2 separate regions of the Sus scrofa genome follow, and region 2 is linked to region 1. The links are chromatin contacts, called in public HiChIP or PLAC-seq maps. All regions are on one chromosome and are shown on one strand. The core of a region is the stretch at or near the end of the contact, and the rest is flanking DNA. Distances in the headings are between cores, read along the strand shown. Region 1 has its middle 45 kb from the start of RGS10. Region 2 overlaps MCMBP (minichromosome maintenance complex binding protein).

The links. HiChIP or PLAC-seq counts read pairs in DNA pulled down with a chosen protein or histone mark.
Region 2: a contact with region 1 is called in an H3K27ac HiChIP or PLAC-seq map of alveolar macrophages. The contact joins two enhancer-like sites. A contact is called at or near these places in 1 of 47 Hi-C or Micro-C datasets (embryonic fibroblasts) and 1 of 2 datasets of contacts at active chromatin or transcription factors (alveolar macrophages).

What each region holds. Positions count from the first base shown.
Region 1 is chr14:129,378,316-129,380,872 of Sscrofa11.1, forward strand. No RefSeq gene overlaps it. Among named protein-coding and RNA genes, the nearest start is that of RGS10, 45 kb to the right of the region's middle. Within about 2 kb of position 1,291, at least 9 of the 83 cell types and tissues checked have an H3K27ac peak or open chromatin away from gene starts, as enhancers often do. A contact at or near this core is called in alveolar macrophages, where this site is marked.
Region 2 is chr14:129,709,345-129,711,901 of Sscrofa11.1, forward strand. It overlaps MCMBP (minichromosome maintenance complex binding protein), which reads right to left. Exons shown (of 16, transcript NM_001243591.1): 2 at 1,095-1,180; 3 at 205-345; 4 at 33-74. Among named protein-coding and RNA genes, the nearest start is that of MCMBP, 32 kb to the right of the region's middle. Within about 2 kb of position 1,282, at least 7 of the 83 cell types and tissues checked have an H3K27ac peak or open chromatin away from gene starts, as enhancers often do. A contact at or near this core is called in alveolar macrophages, where this site is marked.

The sequences.
Region 1 (2,557 bases), core at 41-2,540:
AACCTCCATATGCTCCAGGTGTGGCCCTAAAAATACCAAACAAAACAAAACAAAAAAAACCCTCGAGTCTCAAAGAATTCGGTGCATGAAGGAGGGGCCGTGCTCACTCCACATAGCTGGGCAAGGAGTTGGGGACAGGGCAGTTACCTCTGTCTGTGAGAACTGAGGCAGGAAACAGGAAGGGTGAGAAGAGGAGCACAGCGGGGGCCCTGGGGTTAACACCCACCCATCCAGAAAAGCACACCACAAAAACGACTCCAGATGCTGGCAGTGTGGTGGTTACATGTGTGTAAACAATTGTGGACATTTATTGAGCAGCCCACTCAAGGATTGTATACTTTACTGAACATTAATTATTCCTCACTCAAAAAAAAAAAAGCACCCCCCCCCCACCAAGTAATCATCCCAGAGAGCTAGGAAGGAGAGTGAACACTTTAGCCTCTTATCTCGGAAGCTTCAGGAATAATAACTACAGTTCAGAACAAACACCAGAGATAAAAGATGAGGATCTGGAGATAGATTTGTAATATCCACCGATGAGAAAGGGAAGTACTTAACTTATCTGAACCACTTTAAACCTTTGAGCTTCAGTGGATGAAGCGAGTCCTTTCTTGATCTCTTTGTTAATGCAGCTTTAGTACCTGGCAGTTTATTGTGCAAAAAGTCCTGCAGTTCTTCGAGAAACTCGCATCAAAACACTGTTGCAAAACACGGTTTCCAAGTGCTTAAAAAAAATTAGCAAGTGACTTTAGAACTGGGTGAAATGAAAGTCCCCCACGGTAGCCCATCTGGGTCTTTGGAGCCAGCAGAAGCCAAGGTTGGTGTGTGGGGGCGGTGGTAGGAAGACGGGCTGGTGGGGGGCGGGGAGGGAGGGAATCGGGAACCAGTGAAAAGAAGTAAAAGAACTTCAGTGCAAGCCCAGGAAATGCCTCGTCCTCCTGCCTAAACAGCCATGGGACCGCGGGGGCTAGGAAGGATACCAGCAACTGCTCCACCTTCCTGCCACTCGCACTGTTAGACGCGAAGGCCATGGCACGGACCCAGCAGTTCTGGGGCTGCCCCATCCCCAGACCTGGGCTCTTGGAAGGTGTTTAGCACAAAGATCCTTTTACAACCAGACCTGGGGAGAGGGGCAACACAGGGCGCTCTGGTGGGGAGGACCACTCCCTGGGGGCAGGGGTGATGCCCAGGGCCTTTGAAGTTCCTCCTGAGTTGCAGGACAGTCCGCAGGGAGCCCAGCTGTTTGCTCCCTCCATGGCTCAGCAGCTCCCCCGTGAGCCCGAGCTGGGAACTTCAGGAGGGCCGTTCTCTTACTGGGTTCCGTGGAGTCGTGGACATCCTGGAAGGCACAAGGGGTAGCTCCTCCCCCAGGAATCAATCATTCTGGAGGGCCAAGGGAAAGTTGCAGAGCATTTGAGCAGCTCCCCAAAGGTCATCTGCTGGGTTCCCTTCTCCTTCCCTCAGATGCAAAATGTCTCCAGAGGTGACCACCAGCTCCCTGTTAGCACTGCTTTTCCTTGGTCAGATGTCAAGCCCTTCAGAGACTCTCAGACTTCTGCCCTTTAACTTGGCCATTTGGCTGAACTAGGAACCTAGCTTTGGGTTGGCAACGGAGCCATCTCCCAGCCTTGATACCCAATCCCAGGCCTACCTTAGTTTCCCCCTCCCCTCCCCTGTTGCCCGCTATGTCCACCAGTGTTGACCCAATCCTGCTCTGACACCTACCCACTTTCTACCTCAATATTCAGATCTAGCTCCCTGGCCCTGGGGCCCTTCCTGTGGCCACTGAAATGACATGGAGGAAGAGGCCCAGACTGGTGTCACCTTGAACATTCCATATGACTCTGAATCATGAATATTTATTGACGCCCTATGGATGGGGTGCTGTGCTAGGCACGTTACATGTATCATCTCATTGAGTCTCACTGAGTCACTCTTAGCCCCATGTAACAGGTGAGGAAACTTAGGCTTGGAAAGATATGTGACCTGCCCAAGATCACACAGCTAATAAATGATGGAGCTGGTTTAGAATTTAGGCAGTCGGAGTTCCCGTTGTGGCTCAGTGGTTAACGAATCTGAATAGGAACCATGAGGTTGCGGGTTTGATCCCTGGCCTCGCTCAGTGGGTTAAGGATCTAGGTCGCAGATGCGGCTCGGATCCCAAGTTGCTGTGGCTCTGGCGTAGGCTGCCGGCTACAGCTCCGATTAGACCCCTAGCCTGGGAACCTCCATTTGCCGCAGGTGTAGCCCTAAAAAGACCAAAAAATAAAAGGCATTTGAACTCCATGACGTGAGCTTAATAAAAATTCTCACGCTAGCCAATAGTAAATCATAAAATAATTTGATTCTGGAAGAATCTCTAGCTAAAATTCTGGGGTAATCTGCATTTATAGGAAAAGTGGACCCAGGTTTTCACGTCTCCAGATGGGCCATGATCTTAACTACCTAAGGAAACTCAGGAAATAGTCCCTCCACGAGGGGAAGGGATGGCCCTCCCGGGAGACCAGGGCCTCACCTCTGTTATCAACAGGACCTGTAAATATATTTACAAAGCAGC
Region 2 (2,557 bases), core at 32-2,531, 330 kb after region 1:
AGAAGTTTTTTATATATTTTAAGTGTACATACCCCACACTCTGCTACATCTCTATATTTTCCAAAATGAAGAACCTACGACCAAAACAAAGAATAAAAGTATTGTATCAGTATATCAGAATCAAAACTACCATAAACAAGACAAGTACAAAATTAATAGTACTAATGATAAACAGTAAGTTTCACTGAAAAAAGCAATACATACACGTGCTTTTGTGTTTCGGTTAACAGTTTCATACACTCCCATGTAAAATTCAGGGTCAAACATATCCTGAATCATGCAACGAAACTTCACAAAACTATTAGGTTTCAAATAATGAAGGGGAACTTCATTCAATGATGGTACCTTAAAGGAAAACAAACAGTCAATTCAAAATACACTGTCTATCAAATATTAAGCACATATAGCTACCTATATGTATATCCAAACTCAAACTGCAATCCCCCCCAAAACACACACACACAAATCAGGGGCATCAAATGATCTCAATGGTCAACATAACACAACTGCTGGACAGAAGTACTCTCCACATTGGTACAAGTTTGTACGATGACATCTGACAATAAGAAAGCCTTTTCTTCACAACCCTTCCCAATAAACAGAGAGGCATTTCCTTTGTTGAGCTCTTCTCTTAAAACTCATACACACCAATTCCTTTAAAAAGAAGGTAATAAAGCAAAAGATAACTGAATCTCTCTTAACCACCCATTTTTTTTCTCTCTGTAACACGGTCATTTACTGCCACCTAGAGGCACCAATATAGAAGCATTTCATTGGGGTTTTTTTTGTTTTGTTTTTTAGGTTTTTGGGGGTTTGGTTTTTTTTTTTTGTCATTGTTTAAATTTAAGTTGCAAAAGAGACCCCAAAAATTTTTTTGGTCGTGCCCAGATTGCGGAAGTTCCTGGGCCACAGCAGTGACAACACTGGATCCTTAACGTGAGCCCCCAGGGAACTCCAGAGACCAAGATCTTTGAGCAGAGGGCAGCACACACTAACCTACATATTCTTCAAGTACATGTGGATTACTATTCTACTGAGAATAGGTGAAAGTTTGCCCAACTGCACCCTGCCCCCTCGAGCAACAGTACGCTTACCCATTTAGGAGCATTATTTTCCTTCAGCTTTTCCTTAAAATATTCAATTACTTTCTTCTCCCAGTCAGGATTAACTCCATTTTGAGCTGAAAGAAAAATACATTTTTCAAGCTGGACTTACACGCTATAATAACAGACTATGTCCATGTGAGTCACACAAGTGAGTTTAGTGCACTGTGTAAGTCAGGGAGCACGGCTGGGGGTTAGTCACTGTGATCAGGGTGGGGCTGACCTCCTGCAGGGCACCCCCAGAATAAGACAGGAGGCTCCCTAAACAAAGCAGCACGGGAATCATTTGAAAAGCACACTGCTCTTTGAAAGCATTCTTAATTCTCATTTTATTTGGGAATAACCTCAAACTTTCAAAAACATCACATGAAACGTACAAAGAACTCCTGTGGCCTTGCCCCCTGTGCTCCCACTCCCTCTTTCACACATTTTCCTGACTCATTTGTGATTAAGTTACACACATCATATATTTTTACCTTTAAACAGTTTAATGTGTTTCCTAAGAATACGGAGATTATCTTACATAACCACAGTACCTGTTATCAACCTCAGGAAATTCAAAATTGAACAATGCTTTTTATCTAATCTACCAGCTATTTTCCAACTTGCCCTCTGACCCAAGACTATCCTTTACAGAGCACTCTTTCCCTTCAGCACAGGACTCAGTCTAGGTTCACACACTTCTTTTAGTGATCATTTTTTAAAAATCTCCTTTACTCTGGAACAGTTCCCTCAATCTTCCTTCCTTTTTTTTTTTTTTTTTTTTTTTTTGTCTTTTTAGGGCCACACCTGCAGCATATGGAAGTTCTCAGGCTAGGGGTCAAATTGGAGCTGCATTTGTCAGCCTACACCACAGCAATGCCAGATCCAAGCCGTATCGCCAACCTATGCCACAGCTTGTGGCAACGCTGGATCCTCAACCCACTGAGCAAGGCCAGGGATTGAATCCGCATCCTCAGGGAGACCATATGAGGTTCTTAACCTGCTGAGCCGCAAAGGGAACTATGCCTGATGTTTCCTTATGATTAGACTGCAGTTGCGTCTTACAGTCAGAGTGCTGCATAAGTGATGTTGTGTCCTTGTAAGTGTATCACCTAGATGTCCATCTTCCCCTCACTGATGACATTAATTTCCACCACTCCGTCAAAGTGAGAGCCAATTTCTCCACTGTGGTTACTTTTTTTTCCCTTACACACTAATAAGCAATCTCCAGGAGATACCTCAAGACCATGCAAATAACTTGCACAAAACTTGCCCCACCCCCAAGATTTAACATCCATTTAAGTTACTGGTAATTATGTTTGCAAAATGAGAGAAAGCTGCTTTTAATGTCATGTTAAAGATAAGAAAACCAAGACTTTGAAAAATTATGGGGAGTTCCCGTCATGGCGCAGTGGAAATGAATCTGACTAGGAACCATGAGGTTGCGGGTTCGATCCCTGACCTCGCTCAGT